2 separate regions of the Bombyx mori genome follow, and region 1 is linked to region 2. Evidence: chromatin contacts called from public Hi-C data. All regions are on one chromosome and are shown on one strand. The core of a region is the stretch at or near the end of the contact, and the rest is flanking DNA. Distances in the headings are between cores, read along the strand shown. Region 1 holds the start of STIP (septin and tuftelin interacting protein). Region 2 holds the start of LOC692640 (PIN2/TRF1-interacting protein).

Region 1 (5,604 bases), core at 146-2,645, 130 kb before region 2:
TGTCATAGCGCTCAGGAAACAACGTGGAGGGTAGTCAGTATTGTACAACTGGAATAAAAATGTTGTCTCATATTTTTTGTATAGTTACAGTGTGGTCACTGATAACTTGGTTATAAAAGTGATTTTATTTATGTCTACGGTTCATGAAGACTGATAAAATACCATACTTAAATCACTTTAAATGACTTTATTAAGTTTTCAAATTGAAAAATTAAGTGAATATGTATTTGTTACCTTTAGTCTTGTCTTTTTTTTTGCCAGCCTGTTGAACTCCACCCGCCACGAAACCAATTGGTGCAGAAAAATCTTTAGGTTTACGTATTCTCTGTCTAACATTATCTTCATTTTCATCATCATCACTGTCTTTGGCCCATACACCTATAAGTTAATTATATTATTGCTTTTGTTACAATTAGCTATTCTCATTTAAAACAATGCATGAAAGCTTCATAGATTTTTAATTAATTTTTTTTCTAATTTTAATCAAGTCAATAAGATATTTGTGGTGTAAATGAACTCTCAGTCGTCATAATCCCAGAAACATTTAGACATTGGAACATATGAGTTTAAATGGTTAATTGAACACGTTATTAGATTTCATACTTATAAACAACTAACACATTTTCCCTCCCTGATCGCTGGTATCCTAAGGGGCTATTTTAGCTACGCTTTGATGGTTTTAAAATAAGAATGTTTACTGTTTTAAGTATGTTTTAGATGTGAGACTTAATTATGGAAGTGCTTATCAAACAAAAACTAGAAACTATATCATAAGTGATCTGCTTAGAATATTTTATAATGCTATCTTCTTTCAAGTGAGAGATCAAAACAGCTGCCTACTTGTTTCTTAAATTAGTTAAATTTTTTCATGCACAATATCAAATTTTTATTCAAACTCATGCACACATTCATGATAAAACAGTAATTTACTAGTTTATTATAATAAACTATAATGATCATGGTATATTTTGTTTATTATCATGGGCGGACAGAGCATGTTTCTTGAAATTACATACAAATCTAATGGGAATTATTTACGGAATTGAAAAAAATTTGGTACGTTGAAGCTCTACCATTTGATGCTTTATAAAATACGAAACTTATAATAACTCATTTTATAAACTTTAGAATTTTTATAATTATCATAGCTATCACACAACAATGTTTTGAATGTAGTGGCACCACCTAGAATATTCTGGAGTTTTAATTAGATTGTTTGTATTTAAACGTAACTTACCGTATATTTGTTGTTCCTTGTTAGCTTTTCTTCCACGGCCGGGGTTGAATTCATTATCCAAATCGTAGTCTGTGATCTCAAACTTTATAACCTCATCGTCTGACATTTTACTGTTACGTATAAATTAAGCTTAACCAAAATAACTCATCATTAATTACGCTGTTACAAATAAAAATCGTAACTGACTGATTTGCTGGTTATAAATATTGTTAATTATTTTGTTTGGTTATAAACAACTTTATGGTGACACTTGACAGTCTTGACACTAATGATTAGCTTAGCATTTTTAGAGATGTTGAATTAGAACTGTGGTTAATTTTCATAGCTTAGTCGATTTTATCGTACTGAATTTTTTTAAGCTTATTTCTTTTTGTTTAAACACCAACTATAAGTTCACAGGTGACTTTTAAGAGGAGTCACAACAAAAAGAAAGATCAATTAATCCCGAAAATCTTCAAAAATTTTTAATTACAGATGACATAGGATCCTTTAAACCGATCATCTTGGCTATTTCTACCGCAAATCAATGATATATTTTGAACAGACCATAGAGTAAGATTATATATAACCTAAGAACAGATACACTACATTTTGAAAGATACACAAGTCGGGTAGAATTACTGGTTGGTTCAACTCAAACCACCCCATCAGTAGTCAAACATCAACAACTAATGCTAACAAGGCGACCAAATCCAAGCGAAAGCAGGTAAATTGCGGTCTGGTACTTTATTATTCCAACTCTTAGAGCTTAAGCACACAGCGTATTTTTTATGAGCAGAGGACGCGCAGATGACTCGCGTATACGCACTTCGAGATTCGAACGCAACCTTGTAACCTAAGCACACGGGGCCATTGTGAAACGCGCTTCCACTGCACAAATACGCGCAACCATATAAACGTGCTATAGTCGCTCGTAGCTTCCGTGTGTTAATCAGAGATTCCCTGAATCCAGTTGAACAATGGAGTCGGTTGAGACATTGCCTACGTTGTATTTGGTAATACTTTTAAGAAAAAATAGGCGAATCTGGAAATGGAATTGGATTGGCTCCTCCTACTCCCTTTTGAACGTGCATTTGTATTGTGTCAAAGGCGCGTAAACGAGCTTCATACGTACGTTTGTACTATTAGTGCAAACGCAACAAACAGCATCTACGGCGCGGCGCCGAAAACGCGCGTTCTAAAGCGCGCATCGTCTGCGCCTTCAAAATACACTGTATGATTAGGGCCTTAAATAAAACAATGTTACCACTGTTGACAATAATTTATTTCCTAAATTTCCAATTCAGGTATAAAACGTTACAAATTACAATTGTGCTTCACAGTCCCATTTATTTAGAATAATTTTGTGCCTTTGCCAATTTTACTTATTTTAACAAAACTAAAATTCACGTTGTTTTAATTACATTAAAATTCATAACCATGATAGAAATTATCGAAGTCAATTTTTAGTTAGCCAATCGACATGTATAATGATGTCTTAATAATTTTCAATTACATTAAAGGACGAATAAGTTACAGGAGTTATTTACTTACGTATTATATATTAGGACGGAAAAGGACGTATCCATTTTCATTAGGACATGTGATAGCACTTCATAATAAGAGTTTCACCATTTGCAGTAAAATCTGTTAAAATATCCACCAGCATCAATGCTGGCCTATATGATATCTACACCTTAAAACGCCCTGAATGTGAAGTTTTGGAGGCGAATAATCCGCCAGCTTAGCACTAAATTTATTTAAAAATTTTGTTGTTATGTCGGGTAAACATCAATTATATATAATATACATTTTTATATAAATCATCTGCTATATAAAATTGCTGTGTTCATAAACTTATGCGAACTTAATGAATCAAATAAAATTTCCATAACTCAACGATTCATATATGTATCAATGAAAGTCCACAGACAAACCCATAGAACTAAATTTTAATATTTGAACAGGCTCTTGAACGCTTGGATATTTCTTACATTGACCAGGATTGTTTGTTCACGGCTACATTTTTACTTTCAAAAAACTACTTTTAAATCTACAAGGAACCTAACATTAATGCACAATAGTTACATGTCAAATTGATTTAACTAGTGATGTCTTAATATAGACTTACTAAAATAGTTAATATCGATCTTTTTGATCGACACTATTTTTATAAGACACTCGCCGAGCACCCACAAATAGGTACATACACGTACTAAGCTCATACGAGTGTATTCTCTAACAATTACATTATTCTTCTTTTATTCATTAGGTCGAAACATTTAGCTACCTATTCCTCGAATAGTGAATTTCATTTGGTATTTAAATGATCGATAACAGAAATAGGAAGATCTAATTTAAGGTTTACTAGGACTATTCTAAGGTTTCTATTCCTTTTGCACGGTTCTGTACATTAATTTCAATCGTAAATTTATTGACAAACCATCTTATAAGATACGTATTGCACTTGTAAAGTACTTAGAAACATCACGTAACTGTAATCTTGAGAAAATTATTTTAATAAACATATTCATTAAAATACTAACATTATGCAAAGCACCTTTCCATTCTAACGATTTCAGGATGAAATAATAACTAATAAATAATTGCGTTTATAAGATTTTAAAATGCGGCAAGGAGGCAAGTTCGACAAAGACATAAGAAGTCTGAGGATCAGAAGGTCATGAATTTCTAATTTCCCAGTCCCGTTTAATCATCGTTATTTTAAGTACTGGAAATTAAAAATAAAAGTAAATATTTATGAACTTATTCGTCATTTTCAGCTTAAATAAATTACGGTCGCTTTATGAGATGTTATCTACTTTAAAATATTATTATTTCTGATGAATCAATGGGAACAGAGCACTCACATACAGCTTGTAACAGTTTATAAACGTAATCTTCATACTATTTCTATACGGTAATTTATTTTAATTGAGAATCCTAGCATTTCGCTTTCATCCACAAAACATAACACAATTTATTTCATAAAAGTAAATGAAAACACAAAAAGCATTTTTATAAATATGTAAATAAAAAGTAAATACCTTAACACGTTATTTTAAGTAACTGATCATTTAATTGAAAATATAATTAATTCACAATCGATACAAGTCTTCGTTAAAATAAAAGCAAAAAAAAGCAAATCAACTAATCGTTTTACGAAAATAACAAACACCGATAAGTCACTCACTAAAACTACAAAAAATAAACATAATATAAAATTGCATAATATAACACAATACAAATTAATTACTTAAACAATGTTCTATAATAAAATAAAATAAATTCTATAAATATCAATCGAAACACAATACAAATCATAATATTAATCTTATATCCCTGGAATTTATTTTCGAAGTGAAAAACAATTTAAAAAAAAAAAGTTTTTTTTTTCTAATTCGACAATAAACTTTGAAAGAAAATATTTATTGTAGGTCGTGCAAGACACTATTAGAACTTAACAATAAAATTTCCAGTTATCATAATAAAATTTGTAAATTTAAATACATTTAAACATTTCGCGTCAATCTCTTCTAATACGTTGTTAGTAAATTTTATGATACGCATAAAACTCCAGTCACAAAAATAACACAAACCAAATTCAAAACCGACGTAAATAATATCTACCACTAAACATATACTATAGTGAAACATGAAATATTATACAACAATAATTTCAAATCGATATTCGAATTCGTATTAAAATAGATATAAATATTAATCGATAAATTGTATACGTATTAAAAAATGTTTTTTGAACATCACTAAATCACAGTTTCAATGTTACTTACATGGCATTCTGGCGTTATTAAATATATTACATAAAAAAAACGAATTGCGACGAATATTAAAAACTAAATTTATTAGGTACTTAGTATTAAGTATGTGATGCTTAATAAGTAAAATTCAGTACTATGATGTGTAGTAAGATCCGAGTGTCGATGCTTATCGTGACAATCCCACGACAATGGTTTCTCTAAATTATTGTTCTAACGTAGCAAACTAATTAATTAGTTTTATAAAAATCTGTCGCGGATCATCTCCCAATTAAATTAATCATAAGCAATGAATGAAATCTATTCAAATCTTAGCTGTATATTTTTTTTTTTTTTTGATGTTAATGCACTGTCGATTGCACCTATAATTGAGGTGACATCTGCCATGAACTTTTGTCAATTTGTCAATGTTTTGTATTGATGATCACTTTGTTGGTGCAACTTAATAAATAAATAAATAAATAAAGCCATTGCGGCTTCTATGAGCTGTACACAATTGGACACTCTTGAAACTTTTCTCTAAATTATTGTTCTAACGTAGCAAACTAATTAATTAGTTTTATAAAGCCATTGCGGCTTCTATGAGCTGTACACAATTGGACACTCTTG
Region 2 (6,027 bases), core at 2,366-4,865:
GAAGTTTACTATGAATACATATTATAGATGCCACTTGTCAGATGTCAATCTTCCTTGTGTTGTATTTCCAGTATATCCATTACAACATACAATAGGGACTTTTTGTTATGTAAACAGCTTAAATACAATAATAATGCCTTATAACTATCAAATTCAGGTATATGAAGACCAAAAAATATTAACTATTTTGACAATATTTTGTCTTTCTTAATCTATTAAAATATGCCTTGCATTCTGACCAGCTAGCACAGTAAATGTTTACTTCACATCAGTTTATATAAACTATTTAGTTTCGACCTACTCTAGATTTAGCCAATTATTCTTATGAATTTCCATTGCTAATTAAACAGTTTTCTTTATCAATAAAAAAAGCTTCGAGTCAAACAATTATTTATTATAATCAATACTTATACCCAGGTAAACTGAACAAATTGCTACCCTTAAAAACAAAAATTTCTTCAGGATTAGATTTCAAGTTCTCTACCAATGCTCGTTTATTAAATTTGATATCATTCGAAAGTTCCTGTTTGACTTTTTTCATTTTTTCAATAATTTTATTCCGATGTGTGATTTTCAAGTTAGGGTCTTTTAATTCATGGGATAACTCGTTTAAATTATCAGATAACTTAATTTCTTCTTCCTGGTATTCGATTTGTATGTTTCTCTGTTCCCTATGCGGGTAATGTATGAGTTTTGTTGGACATATATGTTTTTCGAATGGCATGTCGATTGGTAATTGTGTGCCATCATCGCTAAAAACAATTTTCTTATTTTTAGTACATCGACACTCGTCTTCGGAGTCGGTTTCTAAAGTTCTTTTGCGACCTCTGGTTTCCGTGTTTAATAAATGTCCATATTTTCTTTCTATCTTCTTTAGCACTGTCTTACACTTTTTGTACACATCTTTTAATTCATTTAAGTCTGATTCACTGAGTTCACTAGATTGGTTTATTTCTTCGTTACTTTGAAATCTATTAACTTGATAGTTTTGTTCAGAATTCTTCGACATTTTATCCAATTGTAATGAGCATTGCTTAATAATTTCCTTTTTATTCGCTTTATTCGTGTCATCTTGCTCTCCTTGCAATTCTTTCACGTGGTTATTTACAATAACAAACCTCTTACGTTGCGACATTTTATTTATTGGTATTTCCATAGGTTCATCGTTACCTTTATGTACTACCATTATGGTTGTTACTAAAAAATAAACAATATCAAACTAATAACAACATAAACATAATTTTGTTTTAGAATTCAGAACCACCATGTGAATCACGCCCACAACGTACAAGCTACGACGTTCCGCCATCTTGTTTTTGACGTTTGACATTGAAACCATTGCATTAGAGTGGTACCGAATATCGTTGCCAGTAAACTTTAATCGACTAAAACTCTTCGATAATTAGTAACCACGTAAACTCAATTTAGTTGAATACTAGCTTTTTTATATTTGCACTCTTGGCGCTTTAATAATAGTTATTACTTTCTGGTTACACTTTCTAAAAAATAAATGGAAATTATAAAATACTACAATATGTACTATTCATTAATTTTATTTTTTCTCTTTTTCTTTTTCTTAGGCACATAATTTATCACATTATCTTCCAATCCTTCATCATTAGTACCTACTTCATCTACAATATTTTTGTTTTTAATTTTTTTTCGGCTCACAATTTCCTGCTCATTGTGTTCTAAGTGTTGAACATCAACTTCAGCCCTTTGTTTTTTATTTTTCTTCTGTTTAGGTACATTTTCTACAAACAATAACTGTTCTTCGGATTGCGCTATCTCTTCAGTACAAACATTAAGTATTTCATCATCATCAGTTTTCTTATTTTTCTTCTTTTTTGCTTTCTTTTTGACTTCCTGTTCTTCTTCGGGTTTAATACTGTCATTGTTTTGAACGCCATAGAAAGAAAAGGATTTAAATTCATGTTCTTGTTCTTCTTTAATGTTATCATCAGTATTTGAAAATCCTTTAAAAGCATAATCAGCTTTATAATCATCTTCATTACCATAGGTTTTTTTTAAATTAGTCTTTAACTTTGCTAACTTGTTCTTAAAATACTCCTCCATACTGCCTTTCTCAGTAAATTTTTGATCGCTTTCTTTTACATTATCCTGTACTTTTTCTTGAGGTTTATCATCATTTGTTAAGCTTTTTTTACCAAATATATTAGCTAAATCCTTTTCACTATATTGAGTTAAATCCTTGCCGCGTGTGAATTTATGATAGTGCACACGTGCTTTGCTTTTCTTTGATTTATGTTCCAGGGACACTCCACTGTGGAGTTTTGCTTCAGTTCCATTATCTACAAACAATAGAATACTAAATATTATTTCAAATTAAGTGTGATGTAATTATTACATTAGATTAATTGTAATTTTAATGATTTTAGTGCATTTTGAAAATAGTCACTAACAAACTAGACACAACATCCACATCTCTATTTTAATCTGAATCCTGCCTGGCTGTCCTACAGGTCCAGCTTTTCAAAATAACTTAGTACATGAGTTTACATAACAGTGTCACTTGCACTAGCGCACTTATAATACTTCCACCGCACTACCTGTATTTCGCCACTTTATAAATGGAAATCTGTAATTGCCTTCTGAAATTTCCACACTGTGGAAGTTGTTTCTGAACACTTGTTCCATCAATTTTTACTCAACAAGCCGGACCAACACAGATGCCTCATCAGACACTACCCATTCATACTACACGCATAGAGTAGGGTCTGCCTGTGTGGTCACCATACCAAAGTTTAGACATTTTCAAGAAGTTGGTATGAGCCTACTTAAGTAGCTATAACCGTTAGTCCAATATATTTTTTTGAAATAATTCTTGGGTCCTGGTTGGAAGATCAGGATACATTTGAAAGGGAAACTTACTTAAACATGGAGTCATATTATCAATTGTGTTAATGGCTATCCTACCCTTGAAATCAGAACATGTTACTGCTTCTCAAGAGAAAATACACATTGATCACATATTTGTATCATCGGATTAGTAGCCTCAAATACCATTGTGAAGATTCCATAGCATATACACGGCAGGCACTTAACAGTTTTTATTGTATTACACTAATTTTTTTTTTAATTGGTTGTCTGGCAGAAATCGCCTTCGGCGATAAGACCACCCGTTGCCTTTGTCTTTTTTTTAGATTGTAGTATCGTTTGTTATGTAGAATAAAAAGTTATTAAATAATAATAAAGCGATTCTTTCAACAGACAAAGAAAAACTAAATTGAAAAAGACGAACTTACCGTTTGATAAATTGGCCAGTAATGAGTTAAAATCGTCTTCATGCTTCGTCCACTGGTCATTCTTATCCTCGTACCCCAATCCTCTGTCATCGTTCTTATATCTCGCCACTACGTGCTCAACAATTCCGTTTTCTTTGGCACCGAGCCCCTTCCCAGAACTCCATCCCATTTTTTCCAACATACGCTGCCCAAATTTCCCGCTGTCATTGCTCCACGCGTTATTTTTAGCACGCAAATTAATAACTTTTTGTTTTCGGCGAGGTCCAGCTAACATGGACATTTTATTTGCGAAAATATGAGGTTAACAGCAACTAGCAAAACGTGTTGTTTTCAACAATGACATTTGACAAAAACTGGAAACGTCAAATCCATCGTCAAATGAACGAGCATAGTGAAGTTCGTACATGCAATGATTGGTCGGTTGCCGCTGCTGTTCCAGATTCTATACTATGACGAATAAAGTTGCTTAGCATGTTTCGGAGCCACTTTTAGACAAAGAGAACAATATAGTGATATTTTCTTAGTTCGTAAATGAATACGGTATATTTTATAACTTTTAAAGTTTTGTCGACATAAAAAGCTAACCAGTTTGGTTTGTTTGATAAAACTTTGTACTGAATAATTAATACTTTGTAATTTATTAATTTATACTTTGTAATTTTATAACCAGTGTACAACAGTAACTGGTCTTTGCCGTAGTAAAAATGTAATAATAAAACCTTAGCAAAAAAATAAAGCGAACAAATTGAATTGTATGAAACACATGTTATTGACGATGGCGATCTAATAATTTTGTAGGCCATCTGTTAATGAGATAAATCTATTTACGCCCACTTTTATTTTTATATTTATGGATTTTTTTAAATACAAAAAAAAATATTTTAAAAGAATTAATCTTAAAATTTGATGTATCTTTAGATCTTATACATATCATGCCTTCCAACTATAAGTGACCACTCGAAAAATACGAAAATAATGCGAAAATATACGTAAAAATATTGAGAAAAATCACACCTTTAGTCACCATCACCTTTAGAACTTTTTCAAAGATCTTTCACTTCTCAAGCTTGAAGAAATGATCTTCATTTCTTGTAGCTAGTTACTACTCTTGCTTACTGGTGGTTAGGAACTCTTGTGAGTCCGCACGTGTAGGTACCACCACCCTGCCTATTTCTGCCGTGAAGCAGTAATGCGTTTCGGTTTAAAGGGCGGGGCAGCCGTTGTAACTATACTGAGACCTTAGAACTTATATCTCAAGCTGGGTAGCGCATTCACGTTGTAGATGTTTATGGGCTCCAGTAACCACTTAACACCAGGTGGGCTGTGAGCTCGTCAATCTATCTAAGCAATAAATAAAAAATAGTTCATCGACCGCTCGGCAGTTGCGTGGCTTTGTTTCTCGCATTTCCGAAATCAATGCTAAGAGTGCCTTCGATGGAAATAATCACAATTATTTAACACAAATTCCAACAATGACCCTTGAACCATGACAATCGTGATAGACTGAAGCCTCGCTGCGTATCACCTTTTAACTTGACCATTTCTTTTTATCTCACGATTAAAATTCGTGATAATAAATTTTCTAAGCATAGCATTTTACGATTTTTATGACTCATCACATCACATCAACATAGATTTACGTAAATATTTAAACACTACGCATACAGACTCAGATAATCTCCTGTTTCCTTCCTAGAATTATTTGGACAGAGTAAATGTTTTTATAAAATAATCTATATCGAGGAGTTACAGGTTATTTAGTTTTTTTTTTTGATGGACGCACTCTCAGCCCACCTGGTATTAAGTGGTTACTGGAGCCCATAGACATCTATAACGTAAATGCGCCCACCCACCTTGAAATATAGAAGGTCCCAGTATAGTGACAACGGCTGCCGCACCCGTCAAACCGAAACGCATTACCGCTTCACGGCTGAAATGGGCAGGGTGGTGGTACCTACCCGTGCGGACTCACAAGAGGTCCTACCACCAGTTTAAGCCACATTTCGCTTAATACGCGACATTACGTTTGGGGTAGAGGTCCCAAACGATGGTCGGACCAAATAGCGGAGGAACTGGGGATACCTATCAGCGACGCACTCCACCGGGCTGCAGGGCGGGATCGATGGAGACAGTTGGTTGACGAAATCGGACGGAGTCACGATCCTCAGCAGTGAGGAACCGATCGAAGAGAGAGAGAGATCAACAATTCGATGTTTTTAATTGAGCTTCAATTATGTTTACCCCATTCAAATACATAGCTGAAGAAGTTTTTTGTTAGAATATTTTTTTCCAAATATCAAACTTTAAATGGCTCTCCAGTAAAGTTGCAAAAATGTCGTTTAAAGCAAATAGCTTTTCACACCTCGTTATTATACCTGGAGTTGCCTTAATTGTGTATTTTTATTTCAATTACTTGTTTTCGAGTATTTTAAGTTATTATATGGGCAGGTAGGCAGCGGCTTGGCTCTGCCCCTAGCATTACCGAAGTCCATTGGCGAGGGTAACCACTCACCATCAGGTGGGCCGTATGCTCGTCTGCCTACAAAGGCAATAAAAATAAATATTTTTATATAATCATTTGTTCAATGATAAAATAACTTTTTTTTGAATTGTGAAAGATAAAAAGAAATTATAATAATAATATGTACATTCTTAATTTTCTTACAGCATTGTGTGGGGTTGTTTAGTTCATTGGACGAACGTATGTCTCGTTGTGGCGGACGTGCGCTAAACGTAGGGGAAAAATTGGGAGCAGCACGAG

Evidence for each region. A called contact is a pair of places that touch in the nucleus more often than the background predicts.
Region 1: a contact with region 2 is called in a Hi-C map of posterior silk gland, with 2.8 times the contacts expected there. The contact joins the promoter of STIP here to the promoter of LOC692640 in region 2. A contact is called at or near these places in 3 of 7 Hi-C or Micro-C datasets (middle silk gland, posterior silk gland and whole pupa).

The regions. Positions count from the first base shown.
Region 1 is chr7:9,623,044-9,628,647 of ASM3026992v2, reverse strand. STIP (septin and tuftelin interacting protein) reads right to left here and starts at 1,395. Exons shown (of 12, transcript NM_001098370.1): 1 at 1,238-1,395; 2 at 235-378. The coding sequence starts at 1,343. LOC101744116 (FHIP family protein GF15501) reads right to left here. Exons shown (of 16, transcript XM_038012092.2): 16 at 2,480-5,604.
Region 2 is chr7:9,496,456-9,502,482 of ASM3026992v2, reverse strand. LOC692640 (PIN2/TRF1-interacting protein) reads right to left here and starts at 3,615. Exons shown (of 3, transcript NM_001043620.1): 1 at 3,267-3,615; 2 at 2,253-2,312; 3 at 1,832-2,250. The coding sequence starts at 3,546. The coding sequence ends at 2,228. All of the region lies in intron 3 of LOC101738587 (tight junction protein ZO-2), which reads right to left.